Regions from separate parts of the Mus musculus genome. Here regions 1, 2, 4 and 5 are each linked to region 3. A link is a contact called in public Hi-C, HiChIP or PLAC-seq and promoter capture Hi-C data. All regions are on one chromosome and are shown on one strand. Each heading gives the region's core, a stretch centred on a gene start, on an enhancer-like site or on the middle of the called end of the contact. The rest is flanking DNA. Distances are from core to core; before and after follow the strand shown. Region 1 holds the start of 9230116N13Rik (RIKEN cDNA 9230116N13 gene). Region 2 holds the start of Kif14 (kinesin family member 14). Region 3 holds the start of Inava (innate immunity activator). Region 4 overlaps Ddx59 (DEAD box helicase 59). Region 5 holds the start of Cacna1s (calcium channel, voltage-dependent, L type, alpha 1S subunit).

What was found. A called contact is a pair of places that touch in the nucleus more often than the background predicts. HiChIP or PLAC-seq counts read pairs in DNA pulled down with a chosen protein or histone mark. Capture Hi-C pulls out chosen DNA fragments and counts their contacts.
Region 1: a contact with region 3 is called in an H3K4me3 HiChIP or PLAC-seq map of the SCID.adh cell line, with 24 read pairs. The contact joins the promoter of 9230116N13Rik here to the promoter of Inava in region 3. A contact is called at or near these places in 7 of 39 promoter capture datasets (the 3T3-L1 cell line, the HPC-7 cell line, cranial neural crest and 3 more), 6 of 484 Hi-C or Micro-C datasets (embryonic stem cells, epidermal suprabasal cells and pre-B cells), 15 of 115 datasets of contacts at active chromatin or transcription factors (the NIH/3T3 cell line, the SCID.adh cell line, craniofacial prominence and 6 more) and 4 of 9 other capture datasets (adipose tissue, embryonic stem cells, liver and 1 more).
Region 2: an H3K4me3 HiChIP or PLAC-seq map of the SCID.adh cell line shows a contact between it and region 3, with 32 read pairs. The contact joins the promoter of Kif14 here to the promoter of Inava in region 3. A contact is called at or near these places in 9 of 39 promoter capture datasets (Sertoli cells, cranial neural crest, embryonic stem cells and 5 more), 4 of 15 datasets of contacts at CTCF or cohesin (the NIH/3T3 cell line, large pre-B cells, pro-B cells and 1 more), 14 of 484 Hi-C or Micro-C datasets (the N1E-115 cell line, bone marrow-derived macrophages, cerebral cortex and 7 more), 34 of 115 datasets of contacts at active chromatin or transcription factors (the NIH/3T3 cell line, the SCID.adh cell line, bone marrow-derived macrophages and 22 more) and 3 of 9 other capture datasets (adipose tissue, liver and pancreatic islet).
Region 4: a contact with region 3 is called in a Hi-C map of liver, with 2.2 times the contacts expected there. The contact joins the enhancer-like site here to the promoter of Inava in region 3. A contact is called at or near these places in 1 of 39 promoter capture datasets (neural stem cells), 4 of 15 datasets of contacts at CTCF or cohesin (the NIH/3T3 cell line, large pre-B cells, pro-B cells and 1 more), 11 of 484 Hi-C or Micro-C datasets (the G1E-ER4 cell line, the N1E-115 cell line, bone marrow-derived macrophages and 6 more), 26 of 115 datasets of contacts at active chromatin or transcription factors (the SCID.adh cell line, bone marrow-derived macrophages, craniofacial prominence and 16 more) and 3 of 9 other capture datasets (adipose tissue, liver and pancreatic islet).
Region 5: a contact with region 3 is called in a promoter capture Hi-C map of liver. The contact joins the promoter of Cacna1s here to the promoter of Inava in region 3. A contact is called at or near these places in 10 of 39 promoter capture datasets (3T3-L1-derived adipocytes, the C10 cell line, the HPC-7 cell line and 7 more), 2 of 15 datasets of contacts at CTCF or cohesin (the NIH/3T3 cell line and large pre-B cells), 7 of 484 Hi-C or Micro-C datasets (the MNK3 cell line, bone marrow-derived macrophages, cerebral cortex and 4 more), 14 of 115 datasets of contacts at active chromatin or transcription factors (bone marrow-derived macrophages, craniofacial prominence, embryonic basal ganglia and 8 more) and 2 of 9 other capture datasets (adipose tissue and liver).

Annotation. Positions count from the first base shown.
Region 1 is chr1:136,413,901-136,419,605 of GRCm38.p6, forward strand. It overlaps 9230116N13Rik (RIKEN cDNA 9230116N13 gene), which reads right to left and starts at 1,619. Exons shown (of 3, transcript NR_024328.1): 1 at 949-1,619. Ddx59 (DEAD box helicase 59) reads left to right here and starts at 1,371. Exons shown (of 8, transcript NM_026500.3): 1 at 1,371-1,523; 2 at 2,682-3,496; 3 at 5,510-5,677. The coding sequence starts at 2,693.
Region 2 is chr1:136,463,883-136,469,500 of GRCm38.p6, forward strand. It overlaps Kif14 (kinesin family member 14), which reads left to right and starts at 3,966. Exons shown (of 29, transcript NM_001287179.2): 1 at 3,966-5,292. The coding sequence starts at 4,076.
Region 3 is chr1:136,232,989-136,238,100 of GRCm38.p6, forward strand. It overlaps Inava (innate immunity activator), which reads right to left and starts at 1,292. Exons shown (of 10, transcript NM_028872.3): 1 at 915-1,292. The coding sequence starts at 1,117. It also overlaps the pseudogene Gm3878.
Region 4 is chr1:136,439,121-136,444,764 of GRCm38.p6, forward strand. It overlaps Ddx59 (DEAD box helicase 59), which reads left to right. Exons shown (of 8, transcript NM_026500.3): 8 at 633-1,100. The coding sequence ends at 896. Among named protein-coding and RNA genes, the nearest start is that of Kif14, 26 kb to the right of the region's middle. Within about 2 kb of position 1,846, at least 4 of the 459 cell types and tissues checked have an H3K27ac peak or open chromatin away from gene starts, as enhancers often do. A contact at or near this core is called in liver, where this site is marked.
Region 5 is chr1:136,050,682-136,056,104 of GRCm38.p6, forward strand. Cacna1s (calcium channel, voltage-dependent, L type, alpha 1S subunit) reads left to right here and starts at 2,130. Exons shown (of 44, transcript NM_001081023.2): 1 at 2,130-2,371; 2 at 3,898-4,003. The coding sequence starts at 2,220. It overlaps Ascl5 (achaete-scute family bHLH transcription factor 5), which reads left to right and starts at 123. Exons shown (of 1, transcript NM_001270609.1): 1 at 123-689. The coding sequence starts at 123. The coding sequence ends at 689.

The DNA.
Region 1 (5,705 bases), core at 369-2,868, 180 kb after region 3:
AATCTGGCCATGTGGCACATGCCAGTTAACTCCAGCACTTGGAAGGTGGAAGCGGAAGATCAGAAGTTCAGGGCCATACTCTGGTACATAATGAGTCTAACGCCAGACATGAGACCCTTTCTTAGAAGACCAAAATAAGAAAAAATAATAAAGTTATGAATATACATTAAGTTCAAAAGTATTTATTTATATTGGGAATAGGCAAATTACATGTCAGCAAACTCAGGTAAGAGTGCAAGTTTATAACCTTCAAACTCAGAAAAATGCACACATTTACTGTATGTCCTATAGACAAAGGATGTAACGTGATCCCATATTCACATGTGTTATGAAACTAAGTACAGTCTTGACAGGAACAGTATCCCATTTATCTGACCAGTAAAGTTAATTTCTATAGTACATTTCAGTGAATCATAGAAAAAAAAGTTAATAGAGGAAATACTGGGGCTGGAGAGGTGGCTCAGCGGTTAGGAGCACTGACTGCTCTTCCAGAGGTCCTGAGTCCAAATCCCAGCAACCACATGGTGTCTCACAACCATCTGTAATGAGATCTGACGCCCTCTTCTGGTGTGTCTGAAGACTGCTACAGTGCACTCATATAAATAAAATAAATCTTTTTTTTAAAGCAAATACTGGAAGGCTACACATACATAAATATATATGGTATGCATTATTTTTATAACGCTCAAAAGGTAAACAAAACATTGTCAGCCAAATGTATCTACCAAAAATGGCAAGCTGAACACACACCCACACACCATAACGAAGCAAGTAGAATCCGATACAGAAATGCTTTAGCGTTTATTAATTTACTAATGCCAACATAAAAGTCAGAGTTTTGTTTTATTAGTATTTTCACACTTAACGTAGCTGGTAAATTAATTTTGTATGCATCAAATATTGGGTCGAAATGTATCTTTCAAAAAAAAATAACACCCAAAACCTCACCTCTATTTCCCTGCTTCTCCTGTCCAACTTCCTCCCCACCCCAACAGAAGTGCAAGTCCTGGGACCTGTCAGGCTGTTCCAGAAGTTGGCAAAGTGAAGGCCACCCGTTGGAACTAGGGAGACTTTGAAGGTTGGTTTTAGTTTTGGTTTACACAGCGCGGGGCGGAGTGCTGCATCTATGAATATTTGGCATATTAACTACGCCATATCAAGTTGCTCGGATTCTCGAGTTATTCTCAGTATCTGACAGGAGGTTTTCCTGGCCCACTCAAACTTCCCACTTTCTAAGCGTGGAGGGCCCCGCCCTTCCTGGCAATCCTTTCTCACCAGCCTACTCCATGCTAGAGCCTTCCAAAAGGATTCCCACATCTGCCCGCTACCCTGTGCACCGCCCTCCGCAGCGCGTCACCGCGAGGGCGTGGCCAGATGAAGCTCCGCCTCCCGCTGTGCGCAGGCGCGGGGCCCTCAAACCCTGGCTGGGATTGCGGAGCTTCCCGGCTACTCGGCCGGAAACTCGGCCCTGCGCCTGGACCGGAGCGGCCCGAGCGGGAACGGACGCGGCCCGGTCCGCGCGGGTGAGCGTGCGCCGCCCTGGCAGCTCGGGCCTCGGGCCTCCGGCTCCCGCTCCTGTGCTCCGGCGTAACCTGCGTGCTGGACGGCGGCTGCGGACTAAGTCACGCCGCTCGCCGGGGTCCTCGTGACGTGCGCGTGCCTGGAGCGCGGGCCCGCGGGCGGGTGGGGAGGGCGGGAATGCGCGGGATGCGGGCGTTGCCTGGAGCCGGAGGAGGAGGTTGTCGGCTCTGCCGCCCCGAGCGCCCCACCCATTCCCGCTCCTCAGAAGCTTCAGGCGGTTTGGGTGCCATGTTTTTTGTTGGTTTTTTTTTTTTTTAATAGAAAATGGGTACTAGCGATTTCTTAAGTTTTGTTTTGTTTTTGAGAAAATTAAGTTTATTTCATGGTCCCAAAATGTTAAACATTCTTTCCCCAATCACTAATTTGTTCTCCAGAGCAGGAATACTTGGTTTCTAACACTTAGGAATTGTTATTTGAATAAATAAACTTAATTCCTAGGTGGCTGGAGTTTTCATCTGCTTCTGTGTGTGTGTATATATCAGTGTTTTTCTTTGGAATGTGGAACTCAGACTCTCACTTGCTAGCAAAGCACTCTACCACTGAAGTACATTCCCAATCATTCAATATACATGTATCGATTATGCTACCTGATATGTATATCATGTAAATATATACATATATGAACTTAGGGTTGCAGTGACCTACTTTCCCAGGTTGTGAAGATTAGCAAAAAACGACGGAGAATGAGCACTCTTATGTATATAAATATAATTGCATTTTCCCCTTTTGAACTGTTGTTTTGATTTTTTTAAGATTCTTAATTGTGAAGTATCTTCTTGTGTGAAAATGCAATTGAAGGATATGCTGTAGAATTTCTATAATACCTGCTCCATAATAGTACAAGTGATGGGTCAACAGAAACAGGTGGCGTGCACAGCAAGGTTGTGGGGAACCGTAGGCAGTGTTTCATAGGGCAGTGTCTGAGGAAAAAGACTGTATCCCTTCCCCCAGAGGAAATTGATAAGTGGAAGTTGGCTTAAGTAGGGACATGACGGCTTCACTATTGCCCTGAGTAAAATTCTCTGACACAACATCGTATGGGCTAACATGGGAGCTTAATTGAGGGTAAAATATATCTCATGGTGCAATTTCCTCAACAGAATGTTGAAGAATGTTTGTTCCAAGATCTTTGAAAATCAAGAGGAGTTCTAATGATGACCTCAAAAGCGGTGAAGCTAAAAAAAGCAAGCCAGAAGCAGGAGGCCTTCAGGTGGAGGGAGACAGAGATACTCCGGTCCACACATCAGTCACTGAGGAAGCTGTCACAGCAGACAAGCCCGGCCATGCATCAAGCACCAACAGTCCTTCTTGCCAGTTGGCTGAGGTTTCTTCCACAGGACCTGATGAGGGTGTGAAGGACAGCCACCCATCTGAAGAGCCTGTAAAGTCGTTTTCTAAAACCCAGCGGTGGCCAGAGCCTGGGGAGCCTGTATGTGTCGTCTGCGGTCGTTATGGAGAGTATATCTGTGACAAGACGGACGAAGACGTGTGTAGCTTGGAGTGCAAAGCGAAGCATCTGCTACAAGTTAAGGAAGGGGAAGGATCATTAAGACCCAGCAGCCCACAGAGAGTGGCTGCCGAGCCAGAGTCCCCACTGGATGCCTTTTATGTCTACAAAGAGCACCCCTTTATTGTGACCCTCAAGGAGGACCAGATTGAAACCCTTAAACAGCAGCTAGGAATCTCAGTTCAAGGACAAGACGTTGCCAGGCCCATTATCGACTTCGAGCACTGTGGCTTCCCTGAGACCTTAAATCAGAACTTGAAGAAATCAGGCTACGAAGTGCCAACCCCCATCCAGATGCAGATGATTCCTGTGGGGCTCCTGGGAAGGGACATTCTGGCCAGCGCTGACACTGGCTCAGGGAAAACAGCTGCTTTTCTCCTGCCTGTTATTATCCGAGCTTTCTCTGAGGTAATTTACCAATCTGACATGTCTTCCTCTCTGAAACAGACGCGGGATTTACCGAGTTTCATTGTGTGTAACTGATAAACTTGCACGCTGCTGCTTAGCATTTGCGAATTAAGTCACCAAGGTGCCGGTGACTTTGCTTTGTTTCGTGTGTGAAAACATCACTTCAAAGAATATTCCTTTTATTGCTGAACCAAAGATCTCTCTTCCTGGCAGGTCTAAAAATTAATTTCCTTACAAGACATTTTATTTTTAGCAGCTTTTCTATAAAAGAACAAAGTTTTGATCTGCAGGCAAAACCCTGCTTACCAGATGGATGAGCCGTAGCTTATGTCAGCTAAGCCTCTCGGGGTTTGGAGGAACGGGCATAGCATATTAAAGTTATAATGCAGTTGCAGCATGTCACGGTATATTCTTTTTTTTAAAGTATTGATTTAGTTATTTAGTTATATGAGTTGAATGCTCTATTTGCATGTATGCCTGCATGACAGAAGAGGGCATCACATCCTCTTATAGATGATTGTGAGCCACCTGTGTGGTTGCTACGACTTGATCTCAGGACCTTTGGAAGAGCAGCCAGTGCTCTTAACTGCTGAGCCATCTCTCCAGCCCCTAAAGTATATTCTTATTTTTTAATATATATATATATATAATTTTATTTTTGGCTTTTTGAGACAGGGTTTCTCTGTGTAGCCCTGGCTGTCCTGGAACTCACTCTGTAGACCAGGCTGGCCTTGAACTCAGAAATCCACCTGCCTCTGCCTCCCAAGTGCTGGGATTAAAGGCATGAGCCACCACTGCCTGGCAGTATATTCTTAAGTGTAACCCGCAGTTCATCTTTAAATAGTACTGCTGGGCCTGATGGTTGTAGGGTTGTAGACAGCCTAGGCTATACATAGTAAGACCCCCGTCTTAAGCAAAACAAAATGAGAAATAGTGAATAAAGCATTTTCACACACAATTTCACAAATACTGAATGTTTATTTTCCTCGTACATGCCAAGTGTCATCGTCTGAAATGGTTTGGAACCAGAAGGATTTCAGATTTGGGAGTTTTTCTAATTATAGAACATTTGCATAGACTTCACTGGCTGAGCATCCCTGGTTCAGAAATTCAAAATACAAAGTGTTCCAGACTCTGAATCTCTAGAAACAAAAATGATAATTTCAGTTACGTGTACGGGTGTTTTCCTGACCATATGTCAGCGTGCCCCATATGTGCCTGTGTCCTTGGAGGCTAGAACAGGATCCTGGATCTCTTGTAACTGGAGCTGTAGGAGGTGGTGAGCTGTTATGTGGGTGCTGCGAATGAAACCTGGGTCCTCTGCAAGAAAAGCCAGTGCTCTTCCCTATACCCCCCAAGATCTGAAACTTTTGTAAGCTGCGTTGGTGCTCAAAAGTCTTGGTATTTAAAAGGGCATTCTGGTTTCAGACTTCTGGATTGAGGATATCCAACCTGTCCTGGTGAGCCTGTGGGCTATGCGAGTGGCAAGCAGAGTGAGGAGTGTAGGGAGAGAGGAAGGAAAGAAGGAACAGTAGAGGAAACAGTGAGGGAAAGTACTTTAAAGGCACAGCTCAAACACAAGATGGTTAAACAGAGCTAAGGCAGAAAGTAGGATGTGGACGCCTCTCACGTCTCTACACATGAACTTCAGTCCTTTGGCCAAAGAAAGATGTAAATGTGTGAGAGCAGAGAGGGAAGAATTGAGGTACCAAAGTGCCAGGCTTTGGTGGGTCTTCAGGGTGACCAGGAGATTCCGCCTTGCAAGAAGATGACTAGAGATGTGAGCATACCCTTCTCACCTTGTGCGCTCTGTAGCCCTCCTCCCTCTCAGGTCTTTAGCTATACATCCAAGTTGTGTAAGAAATGGGCCATGTTCTCATTTTTGGAGGAAAAATCTGCATGGCGTGAGCAAAAGGCTCCTCACTGGGGCTGATGGTGTCTCGGTGAAGGGCACAGTTTGTGTCAGCAGAAGTTAATTGCCGGGTTTCTAAGTTACTTTTCCCCTCTTCTCAGGATAAAACTCCATCCGCACTCATTCTCACACCGACAAGAGAACTGGCCATTCAGATAGAGAGGCAGGCCAAGGAACTGATGAGTGGTCTGCCTCGCATGAAGACAGTGCTTCTCGTAGGGGGCTTACCTCTGCCCCCACAGCTCTATCGCTTACGGCAGCATGTTAAGGTAAGCACCTGCTTGAGAGAAGGCCTAG
Region 2 (5,618 bases), core at 2,716-5,215, 230 kb after region 3:
CCTGTGGAATTACATCATGGATTTCAAATGTAGAGAGTGGGAAGTGGAAGTGTGACTAGTGGTCTGAGAATTTCCTGTCAGTCACCTGGGCCACAAGACCCTTCTTCAGGTCAAGCTCACACATGTGTGGAACACACACATGTGGAACACACACAGGATGGCTTACTAGTCTAATTATTGCCTGCTGCTATTTAACATTTCATTACTGTATAACTTTTAGGATTTCTTTTTTCTTTTTTGAGACATGATCTTGCTCTAGCCCAGACTGCTCTGAAATCCACTATACTGACTTCTAAACTTACAGCAATTCTCCTGCTTCCATCTGAATTCTGGGATTACAGGACCACCACGCCCAACTCAATTACTATGGAGCTTAAGTGGGCACAATCACGATAATTCAATTTGTTTTTTTTTTTTTTTCCCTTAGCTTTCAAGGTTTCAAAATGTCCTACTGTGATTGGGATCTTAGATTTTGCCAAGTTTGGACCTATCAAAAATAGGGAATGTTCTTGTGAGCTTCTTCAGAACAAATTGCTTTCATACAGTTACTAGGTCTGCATGTATGGATATATGTATTGTTTTATGGATTAGAAGGGTTTGTTGACAATATTTACTGAGCACTTAATATGTACCAGGCCAAATACTGAGCATTAGAGAGACACTGACTGACCAGACACGACCTCTGACCTCAAGAAACATGCCAGTTTAGACTTGGAATTTCTGTACAGAATTACTAGCCCCAACATTTAAAAAGAATTTCTTTACATGTATCCACTTTTTAATGTCTGGGATGTTTGCATTCTGTTTTATATGAATTAGGTATATACACACGTATGTGTGTGAATTCTTTTTTGAATGAAACATCTTTCTTTACCCAGGTAAAGAAAGTAAATTGAGATTTTTACTTATATGTCATATTTCCTTAGTTATCTTAGACTTCTATGTTTTGAGTTATATTTGGTTTTTTTAAATTCTCGTGTTATTTGAATTTACTAATCTTTTCCCTCATCACACCTCTTGCTACTAATTGAATGAACATTTTCTCAATAGATCTGATAATCTATATTGGAAGGGGTCGGGTGTGAATTTCCCTCTAAGTAGATTTTAAGATTTTTAGGAATTTAAGAATGGGGGCTGATGGGCTGGTGAGATGGCTCAATGGGTAAGAGCACCCAACTGCTCTTCTGAAGGTCCGGAGCTCAAATCCCAGCAACCACATGGTGGCTCACAACCATCCGTAACAAGATCTGACTCCCTCTTCTGGAGTGTCTGAAGACAGCTACAGTGTACTTACATATAATAAATAAATAAATCTTTAAAAAAAAAACATTCCTTAAAAAAAAAAAAGAATGGGGGCTGGGGGCTAGAGAGGTGGCTCAGTGGTTAAGAGCACCCTCTGCTCTTCTAGAGGTTGAGTTCAACTCCCAGCAACTACATGGTGGTTCACAACTATCTGTAATGAGATCTGATGCCCTCTTCTGGAGTGTCTGAAGATAACAACACTGTACTCACATACATAAAATAAATAAATATTTTTTAAAAAAAGAATGAGAGCTGGAGAGATGACTGAGCAGTTTAAGAGCACTTTGCTTGCTCTTCCAGAGGACTTGGGTTCAATTCTTAGCACCCTTCAATTCCATGGATGCCCTAAAACTTTTTCTGCTCTCTGTGGACATCAGGAAAACACACACACACACACACACACACACACACACACACACACACGGTGTACAGACTTACTTGCAAGCAAAACACCCTATGCATACATAAAACAATAAGAAAAAAATTGTCAAGGAATAAAAATTATCTTAAAAACTGACTTTATCGTGTAATTTTTCATATAGTTAAAGCACTTCTGGGTTCCTTTTCTCTCTTACAGAATACATTTCCATTATCTCCATACTGTTAATTTGGAAAAATATTTGGCTAGAATCATTCTTTGGTTTTAGTGATTACCTTTTTTCAGGTTTCAGAATGTTATTGTAACCTTTACCGCAACAGCTTTGGACTTCCAGCCACACCACTTGCTACTTGTCAGATCATTCACAAGTTTATTAACAGACTGGCATAACATTAATACTTGATTAAAATATTCAGGATTAAAAAACAAAACTTTAATTCATCTGAACACTTAGTCCACGACATCACGTAACGACTTGAGTATGAAATACCAGAGTGTTATTATAATTAACGTGGGGGCACATGGTCATTCCCTACAGATCGTCGTGTAAAGGATCGGATAGATGAGGCACTGTCGCTTCTCCTGAAAACCCTTCAGGTGAGTGCCCGCCCCTTTGGTGGTACCGCCCAGCTCCAAGCTCTGAGCTCCAATTCCGCCCAGAGGAGGGGCGGGCCGTCACCTAGGAGATAGGGCGGGGTGTGTCTCGCGGTAGAAGCTGCACTTCCGGGGATGGGGAGGAGTGAAGGCGCGGCGCTTGACGCTACGCCCAGCGACCAATCAGGAAGCGAGGCGCGCATTCAAATTGCCGCAGCCACGGGAGCCTGTGCCGGGAATGGTGAGTGTCGAGGTCTTAGGAGTGGGAAGCGCCTCCGAGCTGAGAGCGCTGAGGTTGCTCGCCCAGCGAGCCGGTGGGCTGAGAGCGTTGCGGTGTTTGCCCAGCAGGCCGGGGTGCTTGGGTGGGTGGTGCGGCTCGGTCCCCTTTAGTCCGAGGGTCCCGGGCAAGGGGCGCGGGGCGTCGCTCTGTCCACCCGGAAGCCGAGAACAGCGCCGCGGAGCGTGGAGCGGCGAACTGGAGGGGTCCAGGTACACTGTCACAGCCTGGCAAGACTGCCAGAGTCGCCAGGAGCCTCGGCCTGTGGTCGTGACCGACTTCTCTTGTCTTCCTTCCAGTCCTCTTGGAGATCTGATGGCCGAAATTCTGCAAACAAAAATCATGTTGATCTATGCAAAGAGCAAATGGCTTTTAGTTTCTAAGACAAAGATATATTGTCCCTAATTTCACCTCATATTGGGAGGGTTCTGTATTTTCACTGAAAGTTTAGCGGGAGATGCTTATACTCGAACTCTTTCTTTCTTCCTACAATGTCTCTTTGTCAAACTTTTAAAAATGAGCTTCTGGTAATTTGTTCCTTGATTGTAACAATGTCCAAATAGTTTGAATCAGTGACATTTTGTAAGGTAGACTCAGGAATTCAATTTTAAAGAGTTGTTTACGTCCATTTAAGGAGCATGACGAAGAGTGGCATTTGCACTGTTCTGTTTTAGATAATGCCTGGCAGATATTGTTGGCCTATATTTACCTATATGTGTGTAAACGCATGCCTGTCTAGTTTGTTGTATAATGAAGAAGTGACAGATAGTGTAGTTGTCTAACTTGAGGGGGTGTGGGCATCGGTGACAGTGTCAGGCTGGCCTTGAAAGTTCCAGTCTCTCACCTCGGCCTCTCTAAGGCTGGGATCACAGGCACGGACCATCACACCTGGCTACACACGCAGTTTGTAGTGTATAATGTCTGTGGTACTTTCTTAAGAGTAGCCTCCTTTGTGACATCGTGTTAAACTCCTCTGTAGGCATTCTTGTATTTAGGATACATTGACAAGTGTTCAGAAACCTACTTTGCTGCAGACTAATCAGACTAGATGCTATGATTCCAAGCTGGGGGCACTTAAAGTATGCTGACATACAGGTGTTGACCTTTCTTGAATCACTTTGTTGAGATTAAGGTCACCTGTAAGCTCCTTCTAAGCTGAGGAAATAAGGATGGGGAGGTCCTGTCTTTGAAGTCTGCAGTGTCTGTGGGTGCCTTGCTCCTAAGGGAACCCTCAGTAGATATTTGTTGAATAACAAGTGAAGTCCTTCGAGGGTGGAGATTGTAGGAGGCTGTGTGGAGGTGCAGTGGGAAGTGGTTTAGTCCAATGCATCCTCTGAGAGTTTGCTTCTGTAGTAGGAAGATCTCTCTCTTTTTAAAGTTTGTAGTAACCGTTTTATTTTTCATTTTTTGTAGTCGGCCAGATATTTTGTTGGAAACTGAAAAGAACAAAATGCCCAGCACCCCGACAAGGATCTGAAGGGCTTAGATCCTTCACATCCTCTTAAAAATCGCTTGCTGCCAAGATGTCAGTACACACTTCGCATAGCAGACACAACATCGGAAGCCTGGAGGTTTCTTCTTCACAGAAGATTTCAGCATCCAGTGGCCTCGTCCACAGCAGCCGGCTGGAACTGCACTTGAAGGCAGATATGTCAGAGTGTGAGAATCATGATCCATTCGTGAATGCTGGAAGTAAAACCATCGACATAAATAGCACTTATGTTATCTCTGCCTGTAAAAAAACAAGAGAGACTCCTGTTACCTCTGACCCCCGGAGACTGAGCCTCCAGAGAAGGGCTACTTGTGGGGACAGAGAGTCGTCTTTACTTGGAAGTGAGTTGGGAAACAGAAGAACAGCAGACACAAGTCTTAGGTTACAACGGCGGCACGGTAGAGCGGATTATGTGGGAAAGTGGGAGACATTGAATCCTGTGGGAGGTAACCCAGGAAGTGACTCTGCCTCCCAGGCATCGAGGACAGAAGCAAAGGGTGTAAATAATGATACCCGTGTCCTGTCGTCTGTCGTCTCCGTGAAAGACTCCAACGACACCGGGTTGACGAGATGCAAAGACCCAGGTCCTCCCGTTGGTGCCTCTAATGAAAAGGTGACAGTTAAGGACACAAACAGTAGAGCGCCTGTGGGTTCCCAGCGTCAGACTGAAGCTATGAGATCAGGACACTTAGTGGTGCAACTGACCGAGAGCAAGTCTGATACCCCAGTGTCAGGAGGAAGAAACTCACACCGTGGGAATGCTGGCAAGGACACTGCTAAACAAGTCGGTACATTTGGAAGCTCAGATACAAGAACCCCAGTGAAATGTGTTTTAGAACACAGATGGACACCAAGGCATGACCCGCCTCCACCGAAAAGCCCAGCTTTATCCACACCGAAAAACAATGGGAAGGACATCCCGAAACATGGCAGTACATTCAGAAGCGCGAGCTCAGAATCGAGGACCCCGGTAAAATGTGTCCCAGAACACAGATGGACACCAAGGCATGACCTGCCTCCACCGAAAAGCCCAGCTTTATCCACACTGAAAAACAGGATTGCAAGCCCTCGAGTTAAACCGAGGCCCAAAAGTTCTCTTTTTGCAAATAAAAGGGAAAGCTCACGAGAAAGCACACTCCCTCCAGAAGAAAACAGTCTAGTTCAGAAGACCTTTACAGAGCCAGACTCCTTAAAAGTAGAGAACAGTCAGGTGACCGTGGCGGTGCGCGTGAGGCCTTTCAGCAAAAGGTACGTCCGGCGTGTTAGCTCTCAGGCCGAGAATTCCATGTCATTATGTGTCTGTAAGACTCTGCTTCTAGAAAGCCAGTGTCTTTAAAGTCATTGGCATTTTCTCTTGGTACGGGGAATTGAACCCAAGACCCCATGTAGGTAGATATAATTGAGCCACATCTTCAGCCCACCAGTGTTTAGGCTTTGATTGTAGTTATACTGGTTATTTTTATAATAGAATACAAAATTAAAATCTATATTTTATACCCATATATAGGCATACACACACAAACACATACCTCTTTTAGAAACCGAGCCAGGCAGGATTGTGCACACTTTTAATC
Region 3 (5,112 bases), core at 42-2,541:
ACACCATCAAGGGATAGGTGGGCACTCTCCAGAGGAAGCTTAAAACTAACTTGGAACTCAGCACCCATTTTCCCTGATCCCAGGTCCCAGAGCCACTGGCTACGAGGACAGGCGAGGAAGTGAGATTTTCTAGCACCGGAATCCCATCTAGGTGGAAGACAAGCCCTTTCCACGACAGCCATCTCTTCAAAACCTTTCGTGTCCAAACTCTTTCACAGACCTGTAACCAAACATACTCCGCTCTCTCCGCTGCCCCCGAAGTTTCTGTGATACTTTAGGAGTCAAAGTTTTTAAAACCAAGTCCTTCAACCTGACCACATCACCCCAACAGCACCCAGCAAAGCACAACCACCAGCATTCCCACAATTACTTAGTGCATTAACAAATCAATGACCAGCCGCGGAGCTCGGGAAATAGTCGGGGACTCTCTGGGCAGGAGGGGTGGAAGAATATCTGTTTTCTTTCTCCACTCCTCTCTGGCCACTAGGAAAGGTATTCACCTCAACTAAGCCAGGGTGGAGAACTAGGGGTAACAGAAGATGCACCCTGAAATCAAACCTCTAAGGCTCTCTGTAAAAAGCCCCTTTGTCCTGTCCCCCCCAGCCCCTCCCCCACCGCGCCCTCTCCTTCTAGGCCGGCCTGGGACTCCGGCTCCTTTTGTTTGCCTGCTTTCTGCCTTCTCGGAACCTGGCCAGGAGAGCCACCGGCCGGGGGAGTGAGTCGAAGGAGAAAGGTTGGCCGTTGGAAACAGCTTTGGGGTAGAAATTCGGGAATGCTCGACCCCTTGGTAAAATTACCCCCTTTCCCTGCAAGACTGCCTCTGCAGAGGATGAAGACCGAGGTTCAGGAGCTCGATTTCCCCCCCCCCCCCCCCCCAGTTCTCCCGCGCTCCGTTCACTAAGTTTCCGCCTTACCTGTCCCACCGAGCTCTGGCGCCTCGCGCCTGCCCCCGCGCCCCCCGCGCCGGTCGCGCAGCTTCAGGACCTGTTGGTCCCGCCCATCTTCCCTCTCCCCAAGGCTCCCCCGGGCCTCCCCTCCCCGGAGGTATTTCATTTAACTTCGGCATTTGCAGCATCCCAAATGTTAAAGATCCCAAGACATCTGTCCCCTGGGGCATACCAAAGGCCCAGTGAAGAGAGGGGAAGATGCTAGAAGGGATTCGAGATTCTGAACCCAGAGACGGGGCGGGGCCTCACGTTGGGTTGGGGCAATGCCAGCCCAAGTGTGCATCCTGCGGCAGCAACAGCGCGAGGGGCGACGCTGCTCCCTGTCTCCCGCATTCACGCAGCCTCGTGGTGTGACACCCCCTACAAGGCCGGTTTCTGAAATCTGGGCGGGGCGAGGCTCGACTAGAGGTCCTAGGGGCCGCCTTTCATCCCCTCTCTCTGGCCCGGCTGGGGGCAGTTTTCATTCCGGAGACCCAAGCGTGGAAGAATGAAAGGAGACGGCACGCCCCTCCCCCTCCTCGCCTATCCTTTCTGGCGGCCGGGACTGCGGCGCGATCGAACCCTGGTCGCCTCCCCTCCGTAGTTCCCAGCCCTGTCCCTTTTGGGGGCAGCGGGCAGAACTCCGGCTTTGGCGGCAAGGCACACACTCCTGGGCAGCGCCTCCTGCTGCTTGCGACGAGCCCACGAAACCATCCATTCATTCAAACTCGCGCTTTCCCCTTTTTCCGTTGGTTCTGTTTACATTGGTACTGTCCTTGCCAGGGCCAAGCATGGCAGTTCAAAGTTCAGACTCCTTTACTAGGAGGGTTCTTAAGTCCAGATCAAGCTGGTATACGTTTGAAGACCAAAAACCAACGGATAGTGGAGGTTGAACCAGGCTGAGGGTCCCCAAAGCCTGGCCAGAGGAGTGTGCTCTCTAAAGAGGAACCTTTGACAGGCAGGATGTACAAGACATCTTGGCAAGGGAACACAGCAGGACCTACGAGCTGTAGGGGATTTAAGATAGAGGTGGGGAGGGGAAGTTACAAGACAGTTACAAGAGTAACTTGTGCACTGGAAGAAAGAACAATCAGACTTTTCTGAGTCTATTGTATACTGGTTCTGAATTGACACTGATCCCAAGAAACACTGTGGCCCTCCAGTTAAAGTAGGGGCTTATGGAGGACAGGTGATTAATGAAGATTTGGCTGATGTCCAACTCACAGTAGGTCCCCAAACTCATCCTGTGGTCATTTCCCCAGTTCCAGAAATGTATAATTGGGATAGATACACAATACTTAGAAGTTGGCAAAATTCTCACATGGGTTCCCTGACCTGTGGAGTGAGGGCTGTTATGATTTGAAAAGCTGAAATGGAAGCCTTTAGAGTTGCCTCTGCCTAAGAAAATAGTGAATCAAAAACAGTATCGTATCTCTGGAGGAACTCTAGAAATCAGTGCCACCATCAAGGACTTGAAAGAGGCAGGGGTGGTGGCTCCCACTGCATCTCCCATTAATTCTCCCATCTGGCCAGTGCATAAGACAGATGGGCTGTGGAGAATGACAGTTGACTATTGGAAACCAAATCAGTTAGCAACTCCAACTGCAGCGGCTGTACCAGACAGTGTACTTGCTTGAGCAAATTCAGATATTTTCTGGTACCTGGTATGCAGCTATTGATCTAGCAAATACCTTCTTCTTAGTACCTGTCCATACGGACCACTAGAAGCTATTTGATTTCAGTTGGCAAGGCCAGCAAGTTTTGCTTCAAGGATATATTAACTCTCTTGCCCTGTGTCATAACTTAGAAGGTATCTCGATCGTCCGTCTCTTCTACAAAATATCACACTAGTGCACTATATTGATGACTCTATGCTGATTGGAGCAGGAGGTAGCAACCGCTTTGGATTCATTGGCCACACATATGGATATCAGAAGATGGGAGATAAATCTGGCCAAAATTCTAGGATTGTTTACCTCGGTAAAATTCCTAGGAGTCCAGTGGCGTGGGGCATGCAGAGGTATTCCTTCTAAAGTGAAGTTATTGAACCTGGGCCCTCCCACCACCAAAAAAGAAGCACATTTAATGGGTCTATTTGGATTCTGGAGACAGCACCTTTCTCACTTGAATGCATCACACAGGCCCGTTTACCAAGTGATTTGCAAAGCTGCTAGCTTTGTGAGGGGCCTGGAACAGGAGAAGGCTCTTTAACAGATCCACGCTGTCCTATCACTTGGACTATATATATGATCCAGCAGATCCAATGATACTTGAGATGTGAGTGGGAGATAAAGATGCTATTTAGAGCCTTTGGCAGGCTCCTTTAAGTGAATCACAGAAGAGACCTTTGGGATTTTGAAGCAAGGTTCTACCAACATCTGCAGACAACTATTCTCCCTTTGAAAGATAGTTCTTGGCCTGCTATTGGGCCTTAGTGAAAACTGAATGTTTGACAATAGGCCACCAAGTTACCATGTGACCTGAACTGCCCATCATGAGCTGGGTGTTATCTGACATTCCAAGTCATAAAGTAGGACGTGCACAGCAGCATTCCATTATCAAACAGAAGTGGTATATACAAGATCGGAGCCCGAGCAGGTCCTGAAGGTACAAGCAAATTACGTGAAGAAGTTGTCCAAATACCTATGGTTCCTATTCCTGTTACAATGCCACGAGTGTATCGATAGCCTCATGGGGGGTTCCCTATGATCGGCTGACTGAGGAAGAGAAGACTAGGGCCTGGTTTACTTTACTGATGGCTCTGCGCGTTATGCAGGTACCACCCAGAAGTGGACAGCTGCAGAATTACAGCCCCTTTCTGGGACAACCCTGAAAGATACTGGTGAAGATAAATCTTCACAGTGGGCAGAACATAGGGCAGTACACATGGTATTACAGTTTGTTTGGAAGAAGAAATGACCAGATATACCATTGTTCAATGACTCATGGGCTGTAGCCAAATGGACTGATTAATTGGATGGTCAGGAACTTGGAAAGATCACCATTGGAAAATTGGTAAGAAAGATATCTGGGGAAGAAGTATGTGGATAAATCTCTCCAAATGAGCAAAGGATGTGAAGATATTTGTGTCCCATGTATTCTCATCAAAAAGTGGCTTCAGGCAAGGGAGAATTCAGTAATAAAGAGATAGGATGGCCCATCCTGTGGATAGACAGTCTCTTTCTCTAGCCATTCCTGCCATTGCCCAATGGGCACATGAACAAAGTGCCCATAGTGGGGTTATGCATGGGTTCAGCAACACGGACTTCCACTCATCAAGGCTGACCTGGCTACAGCTGCCACTGAATACCAGATCTGCCAACAGCAGAGACCAACACTGAGCCCCAGATATGGCACCGTTCCCCAAGGTGACCAGCCAACAACCTGGTGGCAGGCTGACTATATTGGACCACTTCTTCCGTGGAAAGGACAACATTTTGTTCTTTCAGGGATGGATATTTACTCAGATGATGGATTTGTCTTTCCTGCACATAAGGCTTCGGCCAAAACCACCATCCATGGTCTCACAGGAGGCCTTATCCACCATTGTGTTATTCCACACTGTATTATGTCTGACCAAGGAACTCATTTCACAGCCAGAGAAGTGTGACAGTGGGCCCACGATCATGGAATCCACTGGACTTCCCATGTTCCCCACCATCCTGAAGTAGCTGGTCTGATAGAAAGATGGAATGGCCTTTTGAAACAAAGTTACAGTGCAAATTGGATGGTGGTATCATGGAGAGCTGGGACAGGATTCTTCAGAAGGCAGTATATGCTTTGAATCAGTGCCTGATATATGATACAGTTTCTCCCATAGCCAGGATCCACAGGTCCAGGAATCAAAGGATGGAAAAGGAAATAGTTCTACTCACTATCACTCCTAGTGACCCTCTAGGAAAATCTTTGTTTCCTGTCCCTACAACTCTAGGTTCTGTTGGCCTAGAAGTTTTGGTTCCGGAGGGGAGAGTGCTCCTACCAGGAGCTACAACAAACATTCCATTGAACTGGAAGCTCAGACTTCCCCCTGGTCATTTTTGGCTTCTATTGCCCTTAAACCAACAGGCTAAGAGAGGAGTAACAGTGTTAGGAGGGGTGATAGATCCAGATTACCATGGGGAAATTGGATTACCTCTCTACAATGGAGGTAAGAAGGATTATGTCTGGAGTGCAGGAGATCCCTTAG
Region 4 (5,644 bases), core at 596-3,095, 210 kb after region 3:
TTGATTTTACATGTCCACTGATGAGCAGGAGTTAGCCGTGTCCACTGATGAGCAAGAGTTAGCCGTGTCCACTGATGAGCAGGAGTTAGCCATGGCTCTGTTTCCTTTCTCCCGAGAACTTTCTCAGAATAGTTTCATTTTGTATTTAGAAACAAGCAGAGTTGGTGCTTGCTGTGGGTTTCCATATTTGAATCACAAATTTGTGTTCATTTAATTCTGTCAAAGTGAGGACTCTGTAAAATGACTTAAATCTAACATTTCAAGGTACAAAGGCTAAACAGTGCTCTTATGCTGTTTCATTAAAAATAAGTTAGCAAGAAATGTATATGTTAGCATTGGTCCTCTAATTGATCTCACTAACATACTAATATATCCAACACACAATCCACAGAACACCATTAGGATTGCACACCCACACACATATACATGCACACATGCATGTACACATACAAACACACACACACACACATACATGCTGACAAAAGAAAAAAGGAAAGAAACCCTATCTGAATAAATATTAAGCTGTATAAATACCTCTGCATTAATAACTCTAATGACAATCTTCATTTCTCTTGAAATGAATGAGACTTGGAAATGTCTTTTTGTGTGTGTGCGTGTGTTTGTTTTCCCAGGTTGGCAGAGTTGGGAGACTCGGTCAAAATGGAACTGCAATCACATTCATCAATAACAACTCTAAAAGACTCTTCTGGGATGTTGCCAAAAGAGTGAAGCCCACGGGATCCATTCTCCCGCCACAGCTATTAAATTCCCCTTACCTTCATGAGCAGAAGAGAAAGGAACAGCAGAAAGACAGACAGACACAGAACAGCCTGGTCACGGGGGCCAACCTCATGGACATTATTAGGAAACACGAAAAGAGCAGTTCACAGAAATGACCTGGTCTGTCATTTCCCATGGGCTTGTTATGCGTTATCACCAAAATTTCTAATAATACTGTATGACCTAGTCAATAAACTTGGACAAGGACAGAAGACTCTATAAGATCTTTTTAAATTTAATAAAATTTATACAGCAATATCGTTATTTATTTCAGTCCTTGTATTTTAAAAACAAAATCAGAAGGTGAGTTGCTAACAGTGCTACAGTCTCCTCTGGCCATCACTTTCCATTATTTAAATCGCAGTTTCCAGAGCTGGGCTGCAGAGTCAGGGCTTGCCCAGCAGGGTCTCACTCCATCCAGTGGCTCCCAGTCCCGGCAGCTCATCCGCATCAGAGTTGTTGTTGAATGCTTAGGAAGAAAGTGAATGGTTGCGATCGTGAAAAATGCTCCGAAGCGTGTTGAAAAGAAGCACAACATGTTTAGCTGTGTTCCCGGTTGTTTTCCCTTTGGCTTGGTTAGCAGCTTTTAAATATACTTTCCAATCAGTTCCACTTCCAAATATGTGAGCCTCTGTGGGCCATCGTCATTTTAAACTGCAGAAGGAGGCTAGACACCAACTTCTGTACATCTGTACCTCAGTCCCATTAAAAACTGGTACATTGCCGGGCAGTGATGGCACACGCCTTTAATTCTAGCACTTGGGAGGCAGAGGCAGGCGGATTTCTGAGTTCAAGGCCAGTCTGGTCTACAGAGTGAGTTCCAGGACAGCCAAGGCTACACAGAGAAACCCTGTCTCGAAAAGAGAGAGAGAGAGAGAAAGAGAGAGAGAGAGAGAGAGAGAGAGAGAGAGAGAGAGAAATTGGTACATTTATTAGGAAGATTTAGTTGTATGTCAGACAAATATTGACACTTAGCTTGAGAGCCAAGGCGTCGTCCCTGAGGCTAGGGAGAGGTCACTAACTAGTGACCTTTGTGTGCACGTGTACATGCCTATGATGTGAAGGGAACAAGGGAGGCCAAGTGCTGCAGCAAAAAACACTGCAAAGCTGAACTCAGGGCACTGCACAGAATGTGGACCAAGTGCTGTCGGTTCCGGACAGCAGGACCGTTTGATTGTTTTAAACTAGATTCAAAGTTGTTTCATAAGTGAAAATAGGGTAGCCAGTAAAAAGTTGGCTTTACAGATCAACCATTCCAGGAGAGTTAGGTGTAGTGGCTCATTCATGCCTGTAATCCCAGCACTTAGCAGCCACAGACAGGAGGATGACAGCCAGTGTGAGGCCAACTTGGCCTACAAAGTAAGACTCTCAAAAACCAAAGAAAGCAACAGCAAATGATGAGAATGTATTTAAACAAAAGTGAGTACCACGAAGCGGTAATGCAACCTCACTGGTCACCTAGGCTCAGTTGGCTTCTGAACCATCATTGCTGTGCTCAAAACGGCCTCTCAGCTGCCTGCTGACCTCATAGAACCAGGTCCTGCTGACCCCGCTTTAAGATCAATACTCAATTGCGTTGGGTTTGCAGGACGTAGGTGAGTGAGAACCGAGCTGACTGCTTGCACCCCCTCAGGGAGAGACCCCACTGTTGGTGTGAGACCTTCAGGCTCTTCCTGCTCTGAATCTCAAATGTTGGCAGCGTCTATGTCCTTTTCTTCCACATCTACGCTAGTTTCCACTCCACCATCTTGAGGTGCTGCAGTGCTGTGGTTCTTTGTTTGATAGATCAGAACGTTAAACTGGCCAGAGTGTTGGTAGTATGTTCCCCGATTAAAGATAGACTTGTAATTAAATTTGTTCTTTGACAGTTACACACACAAATATAATGATATGATGCTTTCTGGTTACTCTCCCCCTAACCCCCTGCCAAGCCCCTTTCTGCCTTCTGGTCTCCTCCTCACATTCTGTTTTGTTTTGTGACCCACTGAGTTTAACCAGGGCCATCTGTGAGACCATAGGTTTGAAAATTCCCTCTGTAGTCCATCAGTGGGACACAGCTGAAGACAATGACCCAACCACCCACACACACATACACTTCTTCCAGAAACCGTCAGTAGCCAGGGCAGGGCAGAGCAGATATACTTTTGTTTATAAGATTTATTTATTATTATATGTAAGTACATTGTAGCTGTCTTTAAATACACCAGAAGAGAGTGTTGATCTAATTACGGATGGTTGTGAGACACCATGTGGTTGCTGGGATTTGAACTCAGGACCTTCGGAAGAGCAGTCAGTGTCCTTAACTGCTGAGCCATCTCTTCAGCCCTAGAGTGGATATTTTTAAAGTTACCATCTACTATCCTTATTCCATACAAGAAAGACCATGCCAAGCAAAACAAGAAGGAAGCGTGTACAGGGCCAGATCTTGCTAAGAAACAGCAGGAATGGACTATATTATAAACATTTTAATAGTTATGTAAAAAAAATAGTGCACAGTTCAAACTATGAATTAGCTGAAGTAACTAAAATATATACAGTCGTTTCTTTTCCAGTAATTACATGACAAAGGTGTTGAATTGATTTCTTGGTTATTTTGTTTTGTTTTGTTTTTGCAGAATTGAAGCAAACAGCTTTTCTGTAGCCAACATCTTAATTACATGTAGGGGCCTGTAGACTTTGAATTACTCAGGTGCCCAGTTTATAAGATACTTTTAGTGACTTTCTTTTAGAATTTCTAATACTAAACACATTCTATAAGTCAGATTTTTTTTCAGAAAGTCAAAGGGTGTGTCTGGTTATGGTTTCATAACATCTTAACAGAGAACACTGCCACATACCACTATCAGCATAATTTAAGAAATTAAGCCAAACTTCCTAACTCATGCTCTGACGGGGCCTCATTGTTGTCTGGTGGTGGGTGAGTGCTACTGGGATATGCTCTGCTCTGGGATTCATATTAGCGCCTCTTAGACCCCATTTCTCTTTTCCGCAGACAACACAGAATTCCCTCTGTTAACGTGGGTGTGGGGCTTGAGGGGACAAGTCACTCCAGGTGACTTTCCTGGCAGCTTGAAGTAAACTGACTCCACAGAGATAGGACTCTTTGTCGTCTCCCTGCCTTGCTCACAATGACCCCGGAGGCCCAAGGTCCACAGTGCGGAAACCAGCCAAAGGTAGTTAGTAAAGTAAACACACTTCTCTGGTTCGGCTGCTGGTGCCAGGAGTTATTTTATAATACGCAGGATTTGTGGTATTATTGGACCAGATCACAAAGAGGACGTGAGACCAGAGTGACCTTTAAAATGAATTTTGAGTTTACAAAAGGTTCACCTATCTTTATTTTTCTCTTTGCATCTCAGGGAAAAAAAAACTTGGTAAAATTGCTTGCGGATAATTAGGTTCCAATTATAGAGCTTCGCCAATTTTTTTCAATTAGCATAAATTAACTACTATCCTGATCTTGATCTTGGTTCTCAGAGGTCTTTGCAAATCTCTATTTTCTGCGGTTCATGTTTTCCAATTCCTATTTCCATATCTCAAACCTACCTTAGAATTCTTGGGGTATAAAATATAGATAAAAGAGATCAGCCAAGAAGGGCTCCTCCCTGCTGCTAGATGCTGGTTATAGAGAAGGCTGTTGAATTCGGGGTGCATTGGACATATTTGAAACTTCTATACTGCTGGGGTGGCCCTTACCTGAAGGGTTTTCAGTTGTTTTGGATTTTGAATATTTACACATACATAATGCTGTCTTGAGGATGAGACCCACGTTGGAATACCAATTCATTTGCGTTTCACTCATACCTCGAGTGGCTCGAGGTAGTTTTTGTACATTTTCAGACTGCTCTGTTGACTGAGACTCATCACGTGAGGTCAAGTATGAAATTGTCCATTTATGACATCATGTCAGGTTAAAAGTTTCAAAGAATTTCAGAATTTGGATTTTCAGATGAGGGTTGCTCACTTTGGGTGCACTATTTATAATCCCGTCTGCTTGCTTGTGCCCTGACTATTTATCTTCAATGTATCCCTTTAACTTTGGGGCTCAAATCCAGCATCCCTGAAGCCAGATTCAGCATCTTCCGAACATGAAGTCCAGCTCTGACTTCCACATTGCCGGTGGTACTGCCGCTCCATCAGACGTGCTCAAACCATGACGTCATCACTGAATAACCTCCCTGTGATCTCCATATCAACGGAGTCACCAAGTCCTGTCTGGTTTGCTTTCAAAATGCTCATACTTTGATGTTGCTGGTGAAGCCCTGGACCCCTGCCTCCCAACTAAACCATCCTAGCAATGCTTGAATTGGCCGTCCTGCTTGCCCAGGATCTTTCTAACCAGAGCCGTACAGCTCCAGAGATTTATTCTAACTCATTCTCTGGAGTTTCCTTACTCAGAATCGTTTAGTTTCTCCCTGTTGACAGCATCAAGCAGGAGCTCTTCTGGCTGCTGTCTGAACCCCTCCTTTATCAGAGTCCACCCTCCATCTTTCTACCTCCTGCTTCCGTGCTCCAACCATCTGCCATGGCTGACTGTATGCTTCAACAGTCCTGAACACCATCGCTCAAGGATCGGGCAGTTCATCAGAACTTCCTAGAACATAATACGAATAATTAACTGCTGGCAATGAGAACCGATGTGTCATTGATGAGCGCTCTCAAAACTAAGGCAAGTGAGGAATCTGCTCACAGAAGGCCGGTTTTAATCACAGAGGAAATGCTGTATGTCCCTCCTCCATTTTGGAATCTGGGGATATTTGCCTTGGGATTATAGAAGCTCCTAAACGCTGGGTGGGAACCAAGATCTGGTAGTAGAGTGAGTTCTGAAACTGGAGAAGCATGTTACAGCTGTCAGTCCCGCCAT
Region 5 (5,423 bases), core at 880-3,379, 180 kb before region 3:
TTAGCAACTCGCAGCACCCCAGAGTGCTAGCAATGTGACTTGTCCCCTTTGTCAGGACCACACAGAGCCCGTGCAGAGGCCTTTCAGAGGGCCTCACTCTGGGTCCAGCTCCACGAGGCACAATGAACAGTAACTTCTGCCGAGCTCTGGTGGACCGTGGGCCCCCGGGGGGCATGCAGCTAGGTGTCGTGGCCCCTGCTGGACAGACGCCGCTGGCAGCCACCGAACCCTTGAGCAACGTACCCTTTCTATTGTACCCCGGCCACTCCGAGCCGCCTTACTACGACGCCTACACTGGGGTGTTCCCCTACGTGCCCTTTCCCGGCGCCTTCGGGGTTTACGACTACCCGTTCGAGCCTGCCTTCATCCAGAAGCGCAACGAGCGAGAGCGGCAGCGCGTCAAGTGCGTGAATGAGGGCTACGCGCGCCTCCGCGGCCACCTCCCCGGCGCCCTGACTGAGAAGCGGCTCAGCAAGGTGGAGACACTGCGCGCCGCCATCCGCTACATCAAGTACCTGCAGGAGCTGTTGAGCGCCACCCCCGACGGCGCGCCACCTCCCGCCACCTCCCCGCCGCCCGCCCACACGGGCCACAGCAACGTGCCGCAGCCCTCTTCCTTGGTGGCCGAGTCCAGTGGATCCCCCTTTTCCTCGTCGCCTTTTTTGGAGTCGGAGGAACCCAGCCTTTGATCTGGCCAGAGGCCTGGACTTGCCCCTCTAGGGAACAGCTTTGGGGGCTTCTGGGTCATCTGTGCGGGACAAAGAACAGTGGTGTTCGAGGTCTGTGATCCCACCTCCACCCACTTGAGCCAGATGTGAGGGCCTGGGGTAGAGATGGCGAGATACGGATCCCAGGAGCTGATGTCTGCGGTGAGGAGCAGAGCCCTGGACAGCTCCTGGACCAGCCTCAGCGAAGCTCTGCTGTCCACCACACCAAGTCCCCTGGAAGTCAGCCACACTTTCTGTTATGCCTGAACCTTCCACAAGATGGCCTCAAATACTAGCGAGGAGCTTGATGGCCTCTAAAGAGCAGGAATTCTGAGGGAGGGACGAGGGAAGTGAAGACAGGCAGCTGCTTGCATTCAGCACCCTGGAGCTGACAGACTTAGGGGAAGTGTGTGTGTGTGTGTGTGTGTGTGTGTGTGTGTGTGTGTGTGTGAGAGAGAGAGAGAGAGAGAGAGAGAGAGAGAGAGAGAGAGAGAGAGAGAGAGAGAGAGGGAGGGAGAGGTCGCTGGTGCCCATTGGCTTCCTTGACAGCGAGTGATCACCTCCCCTCTCCCACCCTTCAGTCTCTTCTGGACTTAACGCCTCCCCCACCCCAAGACTTGTAAGCTTCTAGGGTCCACTGACATTGTGTTTACATCAAGGACTAAATAAAAAGGGATTGTTGAATTTTGTGATTCCTGAATTATTGTCTATGCCCACCCTCCACCTTGCAATGTTTGCTAGCTGGTGCAGTCACCTAACATTTCCAGAGAGATTAGTGTGTATGCTGAGACTGAATATGGGAGAGGCCAGGGTTCTAGGGAGAAAGCACACAGACATTGTCTAGTGAGGGATTGGAGGACCAGGGGCCCTGTGAGAGCAGTGCACATTCAAGGTTGCCTGGAGCCTTTCCCTCTGGTAGGAGAGGGGCTCCATATTTGCCAGAAGAAGGCATTGGGGGCGGCAAGTGTGAGAGGGTCCTGGGCAGATCCTGACAGACACTGAGACTGGTGTGAGTGGAGCTATGCTGAGCTAGGCCACCACCCAACACATTCTCTGGACAGAGCCACGGAGTTGGGGTGGGGAGAAACTTAATCTCCATCTAAGGAACCTGTTTGGAGTTTGTGGCTCTACTCCACGGGTTCCTCTCCCTGACCCTCATTGCCCCAGCTGTGAAGCCTTCCTGTCTCCCACTGCCCCTACCCCGTCTCAAGCCTGGATATAATAAGTCACCCCTTTACACCCAGCCCTTGCCTCCTCGGGGGCAGATGGGGATGTCACCGGCTGGACTGGAAGGAATGACAGCTGCCTGGCCGCAGGAGCCTGGGCTGGGCAGCAGGGGCTAATTTTACTCGCTGGGAGCAGAGAGAGTAATCCTCCCGCCCCCACGCCCGACCCGTCTGCCTGCCTCAGCAGGATAGGCTCAGTCAGGTCCAGTCCCCAAGGTGGGGGCACTGGGGACACAGGGAGGAGAGGGCAGTGGGCTGGGGGAAGAGAGGGGTGTCAGGGAAAGCCATGGAGCCGCCCTCACCCCAGGACGAGGGCCTGAGGAAGAAGCAGCCGAAGAAACCTGTTCCTGAGATTCTGCCGAGGCCCCCGCGGGCCTTGTTCTGCCTGACTCTACAGAACCCCCTGAGGAAGGCCTGCATCAGCATCGTGGAATGGAAGTATCCTTTCTAGCACCTGAGCGAGATGGAGCAGGGAGTGGGTGGGAGGCAGAGGTGGAAGGTACGGGGTGGTCACAAAGCTTGGACTTTTAGCATCAGGGTGACCCAGGCTCTTGGGAAAGGGGTGAACCTACACCTAGACCAGCAAAAGGAACCTTTGCGAAAGCAGGAAGGGAGGTCTCCGCCACAATGGAAAGGGGCTTCTCGGAGCCTGAGGACAACTCTCGGGTCATAGGGGAGAGCCACTGAGCTATTGAGCATCTTGTGGAGGGCCTGTGTTCTTAGGAGTCTTTCTAAGTGTGTTCAGGTCTCTGTCATCATGGGGGTACCACCCAAGATTTTGAATAAGATGAAGGACGGAGCAGCTCCTGAGGAAATCCTCCACAGAGGGAGAGTGGAAAACGATTGACAGTCCAGGGACAACTTCCACTGGCTAGAGTCCCAGTTACAAATGGAACTGGAGAAGTGGATTCGAGGGGAGGCCTGCTCTTATTGGCTCCTGGATGCTGGCGAGCAAACTTGGATGTTTTAGCTCAGAAGTAGTACCCTGGGGGACAGGGACCTCAATCTCTCTCTAGGTTTGTTCTGGAAATAACAATGATAATATCTGGGCTATTTGGGGGGAGTAAGGAGGGGCTGCAGAGAGGAGGCCCGTGTTGAGTGGGTTCTGAGAGAGTCAGGAATATTTGAAATATTTTTGACGTGCTCTGGAGGAATGGGATTCCATCAGCTGTTCCTTGGGAAAATGGAGAATGAGGAGTAGCTGGAAGGATACGGGAGCCATGGAGAGACAGCGGGTCTGGAGTCGAGTCTGATCCGCATTGCTACACTCTGCCAGGCCACATCACGTCCAGCCCCCTTCCTCCTTGCCCTCTCTGGTGAGAGCAGCTTCCCCTGGCAGGGCATCCCTTTTCTTGAGCCCACTCTCTTACAGATCTATTCTGTGCTACTCCCCCCCTCATCCCCCATCTCTCTTCAAAAGCTGAAGCTTCTGGGATGAAAACAGGATTTTATCCAAATCTGTCTACATAGCGTGCCTTTCGCTCCCCACCCCGCCTATGCACCAAGGACTCTGCCTGGCTTTCCCTCCTCACATTTGCTTTCTAAATGACCAGCCAGTCAGGAAGGGTGGCACCCAGAGTGCCCTCATGAATTAGCTGCTGGAGGGGGGGAGTATGGGGGGGAGGTGTCCTGGGAGTGCAAGCCTGCACACATGAGTGTGTACACATAGTTCTGGGGCGTACGGGGGGAGGGTGTCCTGGGAGTGCAAGCCTGCACACATGAGTGTGTACACATAGTTCTGAAAATCTGGTTTTCCTCCCATTTCCCCCTCTCCCGATCCTACTCAGCCTGAACATAATCAAACTCCAACCCTACCCCCGAGCCACTTTGGGGTACAAGCCCCCCGCCACATGACTCTCTCTTAGCATTATAGTGACTATTCAGACTGGCCTTTAGGAATTTCATGCCCTCAACCCCACAGATCCCACAGATGGCTCCAGGGCTCTCCTTAACCCTGGTTGCAGACCCTTCGAGACCATCATCTTGCTCACCATCTTTGCCAACTGTGTGGCCCTGGCAGTGTACCTGCCCATGCCAGAGGATGACAACAACACTCTGAACCTCGGCCTGGTAAGCAAGCCTTCCCACCCTTCCTCTCAAGCTCTGCAGCTCCAGCCTGGGAGTCACTTGGTTTCTGTGGGAGATGCTGCTACCGTGGCTCCCTCACAGCGTAGACTGGCGTCCTCACTGCTGAGCTACTGAGTGGCCCCGAAGCTTCCCAGACTAAACGTGTTCAGCCCAATTCCATGATAGCTGTCAGACAATATTCACAGTGCCAAGCACCCAACAGGTGCAAACTCATGGCGCTTTCCCAAGAACTCTCAGAAGTGGTACCAAGACAGATGTGGAAGGCTGGGCCTCAGCAAGGTGAACCAGGGGTGCTGAGCATGAACCTCCTTCCCTGGATAGACTCCAGAAGGTTGCCTACACTGAGCTGCTAGGGGCATATGATATAGAAATCTGTAGAAAGGGCATTACAGGGCTACAGTGCCACTCTCTGCTGCCCCTTCACCAGCAACACAGCAAATTCTGCAGTGAGTGGTTTTCATCTTTGAATCATTGAATCTTTACAGTGATCTCTATGGTATAATATTAGTCTAAAAAATAGATAATAAATGAGATAGATAGATGAATAGATAGATGGATGGATAGATATAGGTAGATAGATAGATAGATAGATAGATAGATAAAAATAAAACAAAACCCTGGAATCTAGGTACATCATGCAGGGTAGCACCCATATAAGCTTCCAACAGGGCCTCATACCCTGGTCTTCCTGTCCAGGCCTCATACCCTGGTCTTACTGTCTTTGGAACTTGCTCTTAAGCACATTTAAAAAATATTTTTATTTATTCTTTGCCTACATGTGTGACTCTGAGTGGGTACTTATAATGTCCTCAGAGGCTAGAAGATGCCATTGGATTCCCTGGAGCTGGAGTTAAAGGCAGTTATGAGTTTCCCAATGTGGGTGCTGGGAACTGAACTCAGGTCCTTTGCAAGAGCAGTACTCACTCTTAACCACTGTGCCACCTCTCCAGCCCTTGGATCTTGATGTATCCTTAATGTATCCAGCCCCTTTCTGTTAGATGTATTCACAGGGTGGCACACTTCTAGAGAAGTCTACTAAGAAACAAATAGCTGACAGGGGATATGACTCAAGGGTGAGATACTTGCTCAGCATCCAGGAGCGCTCAGCTACCTCTCTACTAACACACACACACACCCACACACACACACACACACACACACACACCAGGACAGTTCAATGGAGTCCCATACTCCAGGGCTTTTCTCTGCACTGAAACCACAGAGTTTGGCGAGAGGAGGCCAATCTGCATATATCCAGGGCCAGAGTGCCTCTTTCTGCCTCTTCTCAGGCTGGTTTCCATGGCAATCTATTCTGAATTGGGGAGAAGCTGGGTGCTAAATGTGTGCTTGCTGGAAATGGAAATAACAGAGTTCCTGGAATGGAAGGGGAGTGGGACTCAAC